2 separate regions of the Scylla paramamosain genome follow, and region 2 is linked to region 1. The links are chromatin contacts, called in public Hi-C maps. All regions are on one chromosome and are shown on one strand. Each heading gives the region's core, a stretch centred on a gene start, on an enhancer-like site or on the middle of the called end of the contact. The rest is flanking DNA. Distances are from core to core; before and after follow the strand shown.

What was found. Hi-C and Micro-C count contacts between places; a contact is called where the count stands out from the background.
Region 2: a contact with region 1 is called in a Hi-C map of muscle, with 2.9 times the contacts expected there. The contact joins the enhancer-like site here to the promoter of LOC135089659 in region 1. A contact is called at or near these places in 2 of 2 Hi-C or Micro-C datasets (muscle and testis).

What each region holds. Positions count from the first base shown.
Region 1 is chr3:6,297,001-6,302,706 of ASM3559412v1, forward strand. It overlaps LOC135089659 (ras-specific guanine nucleotide-releasing factor RalGPS1-like), which reads left to right and starts at 4,284. Exons shown (of 16, transcript XM_063985547.1): 1 at 4,284-4,448. It overlaps LOC135089633 (a long non-coding RNA gene), which reads right to left and starts at 599. Exons shown (of 3, transcript XR_010261565.1): 1 at 1-599.
Region 2 is chr3:6,380,935-6,386,827 of ASM3559412v1, forward strand. It overlaps LOC135089659 (ras-specific guanine nucleotide-releasing factor RalGPS1-like), which reads left to right. Exons shown (of 16, transcript XM_063985547.1): 3 at 325-457. The coding sequence starts at 341. Among protein-coding and RNA genes, the nearest start is that of LOC135089636, 27 kb to the right of the region's middle. Within about 2 kb of position 1,952, the one cell type or tissue checked has an H3K27ac peak away from gene starts, as active enhancers do.

The DNA.
Region 1 (5,706 bases), core at 3,034-5,533:
GAATACTTATGAGTGCCCTGCCCCCGACACCAGGCAGAACAGACCACCCGGGGAAAGAAGCCATACCCCACCACCTTCCCACACACTCTCTCTCTCTCTCTCTCTCTCTCTCTCTCTCTCTCTCTCTCTCTCTCTCTCTCTCTCCTACACTAACATTTCACGTCCTTCATCTCTTCGTCATGTCCTTCATTAGTATCAAAAGCACTCCCCTAACAGACTCACACAGTTCCTTATACCCAACTCTTGTTCCTGCCACTTGTTCCGGGCTCGCAGCAAACGGTAATAGGACAGAGAGCACGTGTCCTTAGAGGGGGCTAGAGGAAGAGAAGTATAGAGGCACACTCGCTAATACTGTTATACTCATGCTAGGGATTGTTAGCTTGTTAATGCCTGTATTTGTTGAACTACTACCGCAAACACCACCATTACCACCACCACCACCACCATCGTTACAACTACTACTACCACCACCACTACTACTACTACTACTACTACTACTACTACTACTACTACTACTATTACTACTACTACTACTACTACTAATATTGTCACCAGCACTGCCACTACAGGAAAAGAAAAATTGAATAAGGAAATACAAAGTAAATTTCCCGTAATATTAATATATGCATTTAAAACCTATATTATTTCAACAATAATATAATTGCGTCCTTGAGAGAGAGAGAGAGAGAGAGAGAGAGAGAGAGAGAGAGAGAGAGAGAGACTTATTAATATTAATATTTACTGTACCATGATCCTTCATATTCCGAAAAAAAAAAAAAAGAAAGGCATGATATGTAGATGAAAATCATGTCACTCTGAAATGTCCCTCAAAGTGAGGCTTCGGAACATCTGCCGTTTCAGAACGTACGTTGAAGCTTCATGAGTGACTACCATTATTAGAAATGTCGCATAAAAAATCTTTTTTCCAAAGTTTCGTATCGTTTTTTTTTTTTTTTTTTTTTAGTCACCGTGTCTTGGTTTACCTGAAGAGACTACCAAAAAATAGATAATCAGTCAGTTAAAAACTTGGATCACAGAAACTCCAAATTCCTTTTCTAGATGGAACATATATACTTAGCCATTTAGAACGGAATATATTCAGCTTTTCAACTCAAATTCGAATTTTAGAATGTCGCAATAAATTCTACCGTTGCTCCTCCTTGAGATGAGTTTTGGAAAAGGAAGGTGTGGTGGACAAGACAGGCTGGGATACAGATACTGTGATTTATGCTGATAGCGAAGATGCAGAACATTTTCTCTCTCTCTCTCTCTCTCTCTCTCTCTCTCTCTCTCTCTCTCTCTCTCTCTCTCTCTCTCTCTCTCTCTCTCTCTCTCAATCGTGTGTGTGTGTGTGTGTGTGTGTGTGTGTGTGCATTCATCTCACACAATTGCCAGGTGTCTGTGTTAAAGGCTTCATTATAACTGTGTAACACCAATACCGTTCGCCGCGACGCTGCATGCCTTCTTAACACACACACACACACACACACACACACACACACACTCAGTATTCAGCCAACGCTGTTGCTTGTCGTATCTGAGACTAACGTGAAATCACCCTGCTGCACTGACTCGGCGTCACTTCCGCGTTGGAAGACCCAGCAGGAAGATAATTCTCTTAAGTGTGATGACGTCATGCGTCCTAATATCTACACTGACAGCTCTCTTTACGCACTGAAGGGCAACTGTCCTTTACACGGATGACTCATGTCCTCACAGGCCGCCCTGGCGGGAGCTCCGTCCTGATGCAGGATGGTGGGGATAACTCTTGCTCGCGTCCACCACCGCCCTCCTCACCCGGTTATACTCGTTCATCCGCATAGGATTATCAAGGATCTCTTTCCACATTGAACCGCAGCAGTCCCGAATGTCATATTGGCATTAATACTTTAATCAATATTAATACAAGTATTGAGAATGGTTGCATTCGTATTTAGTTTGAATATATTGACATTTACGTTATTATTAATATTGATATCAGTATTATGTTTATTCTCACTCAATCCTTCAAAACTTCATAAGTAGCCAGGGAGGAAGATTCTCAGCTGGATTTCTTTCCATGTCAGACTTTGAGGGGAAAGAGTGAGCTGGGCAGACCAGCAGGTTACCAAGACGGCCCTTTCACTGTCGAGCATCACGGCACCAGCAAAGAAGATAACTAGAGGAGGCTGCAGGAAAGTGGCCAAAACTTAGTCTCAACATTCCTTGCAGGAAGGCTCCTATCCTCCATTTGGCATCTGTTAGATGCTCGAGTTGAAGCGAGTTATTCTGCAAATTGCATACATTTTTACACTCAGTTGTGGATGTATTATGGAGTTCACTTCTGACACATATAAAGTTATAGAATGACAAACATTAACGCACTACACCCACACCAGCAAAGAGTCTTCCCAGATGTCTCTGAAATGATAAAACACAACAAGCGGCCTGTAATGGGGCTTCAATAAGTAAGCCGCCACCTGATATGGGATATTGTGAAACTATGAAGGGACATACCGTGATCTACACAAACACACACACACACACACACACACACACACACACACACACGGTGAATTACTTTTTAGGAAGAATGTTTTGCAAACAGTCATGTTATTTACATAAAGTTTGTTTTACTCAAATGCAAGAGCAGCAGCAACCACAGTAACGGTTACGACAGCAGCAAGAGGAGAGAAAGCAACAGCAGCTACTGCAGCAGCAAAACATCAACATCAACAACAACAACAACAACAACAACAACAACAACAACAACAACAACAACAACAACAACAACAGCAACATCAACAACACAAATTACTATCAGCGGTATCAACAGCAGGTTCTAATAATTTTGTCCTCGCTGGGTGGTTTGAAATTTCTTATCTGCTTTCCTTTAGCCTCGTCATCAAGTGTGGTTTAGTGTGGCAGGAGAGTGCAGTTCCAGCTATGTTAAGGTGTTACATCTACATATAGTGCCAGCATGTCCTAATGTTGTATACACATATGTGGCATTAAAAGGGTACGTGTGTGTGTGTGTGTGTGTGTGTGTGTGTGTAAAAGTTACATGTGATAAGAATAGGAATGTCAGTGAATCTTGCTTTTGAAGTGTCACACATGTTGATACATTTCCAACCTTGATCATCTGTTAATAAATCAATAGATAAGTTAATAGGTAAATAAAATTACGCTAAAGGAGATGAGCAAAGTGTGTCTGTTTCTGTCACGTGCCGTCCAGCAGGAGCCTGGCGGTATCCCTGGATCTGCGTCCGATGCACGCCGGCGCTCGGGGTGGGATGTGGTGGGATGCAGCCATGCACTAACTATTCACAAGGTGTTCTTGTATACTGTCTCACCTTATGACAGTGAGGGTATTTAAGCTGGAAGGCAGACTGGATGTAATTGGGTGGCAGGCGGGCATTGCTCACGCAGCCAAGCCCACACCCTTCTTCCCTGTCTTCCCGTTTTTGCTCCGCCCCGCGCTGCAACGCAACCTTGTCAGCTGTTCCTTGTCCAGCTGCTTTGCGCGCGGCACGCTACACCTAATCCCTTCATGCAGTGCTTATCAGTAAGCCACCACTACAAACCATGGGCAAACAAATACAATGAAGTATTCTACTCAAGCAAAGAAAACAGAAGTATATAATTTAGATTTTCATTTAGTCGATTAATTAATTATTTTTTTTTTTACTATTTATTTATTTCAATAGTTTATCTTAATTAAATAAAGTGAACGCCTTAAAACGTGATATTGTAACAAGATTCTCTCTCTCTCTCTCTCTCTCTCTCTCTCTCTCTCTCTCTCTCTCTCTCTCTCTCTCTCTCTCTACCTAACCTCCCACCCCTCCTGTCCTGCAGTGAACCCAAGCATGATGATGATGATGATGGTACATCTAACCGCTTGTAGATCGAAAATATCTGGAACATCTTGGCATTTCAAGCGAATTAATTACGCACAAGGCAGCTCAGTGGACCTCCTTGTTTTGCTATATAAGCATGTATATCGTAGGTTCATATACCTAGGATTTTATTGATCTTTACGTCATTGTCTGGAGCGTGAGTGGCGTGGATGACATCATCAGTGACGTCATGATTTCTGCTTAGCGAGGCTCCGCCATGCAGTGGAAATTATGCACGAATCAAATTTGCTGCAATTTTTCTGTTACAATTTTTTAATTATGTTTATATATGAATATTAACTAAAGTAACCCACATGATACAAAATAGAGCCTTTTTTTTCTGAAATAGTATGTAAGAAAGAGGAGCACTGGCACCTCACGCTTGGATGTTGTTGTCTAGCGGTCGACCAATGAGCGTCAGTTGTGTCTAGTGTGCCGGACAGTAGAGGTGTACACCGCTCTCTTCGAGGTGGTTGTCATTGACAGTGGTGTTGATTCAGTTTATTCGTGGATTCCTTGGATAGGCGTTGTCTTGGAACACAGGATTGTCGCCGAGAGACAGCAAGGCAGCAGGTATGTAGAGAACACAGCGGGAAACACCTCAGAGAGGCGAGTGGCAGCTGCTACTGATACACGGCGGCCAACGTTTGCAGGGATGCGTTTTTTTTCTCTCTCTCCTTCTCCATACCATTGTTTGAATCGTGCTGATGCCAGGCTTGCAGTGTGGGCTGAGTGGTGAGTGACAACTTGGAGTTGCCCTGGTGAGATAGTTCAGGGGTGATGAACTGGCGATGAGCACCAGGCTATATAGTACTGCCGCCGCGGTGGTGGTTGGGGAGGGTCGCGGCGCCAGGCCCTCTTTGCCCTCACATCAGTTGGCGCTTCCTCCAGCCACACTCAGATGTGTTGGGATACGCTGCTGGCGCCAGGTGTGCCCAACACTAACCTCTTAGGTCCCTTAGGTCCTGGTGAAGATCCCACATGGCGTTAGGCCTATCAGACAGGGTGTGGAGGGCGGGGCGGGTCGAGGCGATGACTGCTGGGTTCCTTTTTTTGTGTTCCCGCCGCCACGTGGGGGTGGCTAAGGAGCGGTGTTCAGGCAGATAAACTGACTGACTGGACGCCCGTATGTAGGTGACAGTATACGTATATAATGCCATCTAAGTTGTCAGTTTCGTTTGGACCTGCGTCGATTCAGTAAGATAAATTCCTGCTGTTTTGCGAAGAGTTGTAGGTTATAGGTGATTTTTACGTATTTTCGTGTTAATGTATATGGTATGAGCTAAACCAGGCTTTCAAGTCGTATGTGATATTTTGATGTGTTTGTAAAGGATTTTTATTAAATGATCTGTTTGCTTAGTTATTAAGGTGTAGAGGGAAGGAAATGCTGAATGTGACATTCATTCATCTTGCTGAGGAGCCTCAGTTTCATCTGCGCCCTAGGAATTGATGGAATGAACCAGTTCATCATCTCTCTTTCATGAAAATAAAAACATCGATGGCAGTGATTTGCTGAGTTGTAACAAAAGTTTGCCTTACGGTGTAGTGTAGGATTACCGACGTACCGCGCCGTGTATGGTTTCTTGAGGACGCTTAAGCAACATTGTCTTCCTGAAGTAATAATGTGTTTACTTGATTGTGGATTGATGATTATGTGGCTTATACAACATGTAGCTTGTTTATTAGTCATTGTAATGAAAAAAAGTGACATTTTTATGAGCTCTTAACAGCTTAAGGACAGGCCTTGGTAGCCCTGGCTGTGTGCTGCACTACAGCATTGGTCTTCCCCCACCCTCGTCCCCCCTCGCTTCGCTCACCACCCGCCAGTGTT
Region 2 (5,893 bases), core at 702-3,201, 82 kb after region 1:
AAATTTGGAATTCAAGCATTCATAAATTGGGATCTGCTTGTACATATAGTTTTACATACATATATTTATTATATTAGTTTGTTCTTGTACTAGTCACATTTAAATAACCATATCAGTACAATCCATTGTCAATTAAATATGTAGCTTTTCCCTACTGTGCTATTCTGATGTAGGTTTTTCTTTGCTGTTGTGTAATACTGTAGCCTCCCATACACTCTACAGCACCTTATATTTGCTACACCTTTGTATCTCCCAGCTGTATCATCTTATTAGTGCACCATCCTGTATTGCCTTTAGTACAACGTCTTGTGTACTCCATTGCAGGATTGATGGTGAGCCCATGTCAGTGGTGGGACCAAGGGCAGCGAAAGCATCATTCTCGTGCACGAAGATGAGGTACTCCGAGATGCCTAGAGACATATCCTGTGATAGCCTTGCTGCCCTCCGCATCAATGAGGTGAGAGAACCAGTGCCATCCTTCCTGTCTCATCACCACCCCTTACCCCACGTGTTGATGTTCAGAAGCAGTGCTTGTATTGCTAATCATTATGTAGTGTTTGATGTCCTAACTCAACAGCAGTACACACACACACACACACACACACACACACACACACACACACACACACACACACACACACACACACACACACACACACACACACACACACACACACACATTTTTGGAACTGAGCTTAGCTTGATTTACACACTGGGTTTGATTGACATTGAAATCATACATATTGCAGTAAAGAAATGTTTCTGTTGTCATTGTCAGTTCTGTGGCATGTGTAGTACTTGACCATTTTTTAGGACTTTCTCCAGCCTTCCTCATGGCCTTCTCTCCTGCTAATGGCAGACTATTCTCTGGTCTGTCATGAGCTGAAAAGCTCAGAAAATTTTCTTTCATGTTGACTTAATAAATGTGTGATGAATGTTTTGTATTGTCTTATTAATGCAGTTTTAACAGCTGAGAAACAAACCCTTTTGTATTTGAGTCCCCTCATATATACATACATTACATTGAAGTTTTTGTTATTCAGAAATTTCAATCAGAATTCAGTCTTTCATAATCATGATTTCATTATTTCATATTTCATTATAAATGAAATGTACAAACATAGTGCAAGATTTCATCTGGCACAGACTTAATGAAGCATTAAAAAATAATAGTCTTTACAGATGTTTTACCAACACTCCCATTAGAGACCTTCTGTCTGAATCATCGTGCCATACACACAGAGCAATTAGTGTTTATGTGAGAACAGTGTAAAAATCTCATTAAAGGTGCGATCATGTAGGTACAAAGAGGCACAGACTGAGAGGCATATATATGACAGCCATTAAAGGAGAGCTATGAAACTATTTTCATAGACAGTTCATTCTAAGATGAACAACCTAGTTATGCATTGCAAATATCTATTCTTATTTTCATGTTATTTTCAAACAAAACTAAATTTGCAAAATTTCTTTAGTGCTTTGAGGTTATAATGAATGTTAGTTACATCAGTATTAATGATTGGATGTCACCACTTGTGGTATTAGATCATTTGCCCATTCCAGCTGCTAGCTGGTCTCTTCCAGAAGTGAAGGTTGGTGTCCTCCACAACTCCATTATACCATTGTATTCTTTCACTGTCTACAAGATTCTACCTCAGGGTGGTGCTGAGCTAGGGACCTGCTCCTCCTTGTCCTTTTTTCCTATTCTTGAAATGGTAATAAGGATTTACACATGTGGTGTAAATTACCCTCTTAAAGACAGTTCATTATCCATGGATAAATGCAATGGATACTGTGCTCAACTGTGGAGAAGTTCAGTTGTGAAGATCAGTTAGAGCTGCCTGCCTTGTGTGGTAGTCTTGTTTGTAACTCTTGGGGATATTTATGCCTCATAATGTTTTCCAGTTGACAGTAAACCCCTAGTTTGCATGAGCATTTTGAAGGCCTGTTATGTAAAGTGGAGCAATCTACAACACCCTACTCATGGTGGATCTGGATGTGGGTAGCTGCAGTGTAAGATGGTGACTGGTATGAAAACTGTTGGCTTTGATTTAAGGACATTTAGATGTTGTCTCAGTGCTACTAACAACTGAGCACCAGTTGTTGCTGAAATAGCCACAACAACTGTTATCTAGACTTACAATCACAATTGTCCCAATATGTTTCTTAGCTGTCCTTGTGTAGGGTGATCAGTTGCTGCCCTTTGGAACCCTTTCACAACCAGTGCTTTGAGGGTAGTTTTTAGGAAGAGGCAACACACATATAGAGTATAATAGAATGCTGACATTAGTAGATTGAAGTGTTGGTGTAAAGAAAAAAACTTTGTTATTCTCAGTACCTCTCATATGTAATCTCAGTCCATGCCACTTATAGTCCTGCCATTCCTTTTTCATAATATTTCTTGCATTCTCTTCTAATCTCTTCAAGAGAGGAGGAGGTTTATCTGTTCACCCTTAAATAAGAAACATCTCCATTCTCTTATTTCTTATTTTTTATGAATTCTGATACAGCCTTCATCTCCTGTAAGAGAAAATGAAGGGTGTATTCAGTGTTGTGAAATTGAAAACTTTTCTTTTAATAGCATTACTTACTAATACTTATAATGGTGGGACAGCAAGACATTTTCACAGATATGCTGATTACATAGATTCTACATTCTGAGCTTATACCATTAACAAACAACAAATAAACTCTTGTCATACTCTGCATCTTACAGTGGCTGCAAAAAAAAATGCTCACATGGTTTTTAAGGGAATTAAAACAGATAAACTTAACTGGTATGAACTTTTACTGGAGGTATATTTATACATTCCATTACCTTTATTATTTGGTCATGTTGATTATCCCTTTGGGAAGTATTTGACCAAGAATAATTTTATTTGAATTCTCACTGCACATGTCTGCCATATTTTATCCATATCCTAGTGTGGCTACTGAGGAACTTAGCTAGGCAGATGGTAGGAACAGCAGACTGAATCACCCCAAATCCTGATGAATGGTGTGTGAGAGCCTTTTTGGTATCAGCTGGGACTGCAGTTCTTGGTAGATGCATTTCAGTGGTTCAGTTGCGTTATTCATTTGTACTAATAATAATCAGACACTTATCATGTTTAACTTTCTTGGAAGCCAGTATAATTAGTTAGAAGAAGCTTTAATCTCAGTGCATGTGGAAATGGATGGTAAAATAGTGTTTCCTACATTATATGTGTTTGAGGTCTTGACGTTACAGTGTTGGCTTCGTGTGATTAGTGATCCTAAATGATATTGTAATTAACATAATGCATATCTAATGTCACTACTTCATTTTAGTTGTTACATGAATTTATCCCAACTTAAATTGCAGTAAACATATTTACAACAAGTATTACAAAGATCACATGTCTTATTACAACTTTGGACAGAGTGATCACTTTCTTGGGAAAAAAATTCCACACTTTGCCACTAATTCTACATGCTTAAAGAAGCATGAACTCATAGCAGATATCTATGTCGACCCACAACTCCTTCCATTTCTCTTACAAGTCCTTGTTATTGCTGGATCTCATCTCACACTTTTTTTTCCAGCAATGTAATGATCTCATTGCCATATCTATGAAGTGTGGTTGCTTATTCTTCAGTATAGAAGCTGTTACAGTTTGATCAAGGATTACCTCATGCTTGAAGATCCTGTTTTGCCCTGGTGTAGTTATCCAAGGTACACCAGAGCCCTGATTTTCTTCAGTGTCACACTGGGTGGCAACGTCACCATTGTATGTGTAGGGTGGTAGATAATTTGGGGTGGAAACCTGTACATATGCAGTTACATAAGTCATAGACATTCCCTTTTCTAACTGGGTTGAAATGCAAGACTTCCTAATATTGTCAACATCATATTATATGTATGATATGTATGTGTGCAATTGTAAGCTCTCTTGTGGCAAATAGTGGGCTGAAAGATGTATACCTACCTATTTTCTCCACCAGAGCTTCACAGCTCACTGATAGGCTTACTGGTGTGTGCTGGGGTTAGTAGTTAGCAGTTAGCCAGAACTCTTTTCTCCATTTATTGTTGTCTAGCAAGGCAAGTAAAAGACTTCACAGGGGATGCATGTAAGTTTTTTCTTCTTTTTTGCAGCCATTGTACATAAAAACTGAATTGTAGAAAGTCACCCTAAATATATGTCATTCGTGCATGTGTTATATAAAATTTCCTCCTCACAGTTTTATAGGTAGTGGACTACACTACAATCAACTCCATTCAAGACTTTGGTTACGTCTAGGTATGGTGTCCAGTCAAAAACATTTTCAGAAACTTTGCCAAGATGAGTGTTAAGCTTTGTTTTCACATATGCTTTGTTGATCACTCATTTATGTTCTTTTCTCCTCCAACAACAAATCATGTGAGGCTTGAAATGAAAGTCTCTCATCTTTGTGCACTGTTGCTCCAGTTTTTTGCCTCAGTGGTTAAGAATGTTAATTGATCTGCATGAACCTTTTAGCTTTTTGTTGTGTTCATGTGTGGATGGGACAGTTACCTGGGGTTAGATTTGGATTTTTTATGTATATATCCAAGGTCTGTGGTATTTTCTATGGCACTTTTTTTAATATATTCTGTTACAAAAGTTGTATGCTTAATGTTTATCTTGTGTTGATTCACTTTGGTATGCCTCTTCATATCCTTAGATATTTTCCTTGACAGATCATGGGCTTGTTTTTGGACATGAATGTCTGAGTGTCATTTTAGTCATTCTATTCATATTTATACCAGGTGATATTACCTGACTTATTCCTTTAAATGACTGAAGGAAACTTAAGGCATACCTCTATGTAGATAATATCTAAAGTGATCAGTCTAATAGTAAATATAAGTACAACAATGTAGTAAGTAACAGAGGAAAGGAGACTGGAGAATCAAATGCATTATGACCATATATGGAATAAAATTGGTTCTCCTGTACTACTCATTTGTGTACCAAAAGTAATTTAGTGGAAATTTGTTTGCTGGAAAGAACTACTTTTGAAAGGTGGAGAAGACAAAGGACAAGGTGATGCTCAGCAGCCACACATTGAGAGCTAATTAATTATGGAAAAATCAAAGATTTGGTTAGGTTGAATTGTGCCTAAATTGAAAACAGAAATAAAGGAACTAATGTTTGTGGAAAAGCTGGTAAAATTCTTCCCTGTACTGTTAACAAGCAGTGATTATTGTAGTAATGATGGTGATGTAACAAGACCATCACAACCAAAGTATTAAAATTTCATATAAAATCACAAGAATAAAGGTTGATATCACAGGACTACCCTCAACCAGTTCCATTACTTTAATCCCCTGCATGGGGGATACAAGGCTGCAGATATATCAATTTTTTTTTCTTCTTATGCTTCAACTGCTAACAGGAAGTGCTGACAAATGACTATGAATCTTGAAAGTAGTTAAAATTTCTGTGCATTAGAAAACCTACTGGTAGCTTCATAAATCAAGTTGTAATAAAAAATGGAGTGTCTAAAAGGAAAGAAAATTTGGTACCACTGTAATGTTTTATTCTTGACTTCAGGTACTTAACTAGATCGAAGTTACAAAGACTCCCAAGATAATCTGAGGACCTGACAAACATTTTGGCCCTACTCTCTAAGGTGTTGCACTTTGTTCTCCTGATCTGGGTTCCAATCTCTGGTGAGGGCCACTGTGCTCTCATGGCAAATTTATCTCTCCTCCAGGATGGCATAACAGACAGACATGGCAGTGTCCCCAGTGTATTCAGGAATAGTTAAAGACAGTTTGGTCAGTCATATGGAAGAAAATTATTCAATGTAATTGTATAATAAATGCATTTGATTTACCTAGTAACAACAAAGTGTTGTTTGGCCACTCATAAAGTGATTATGCATTGGTCTTATGAGTTTCCATTACTAC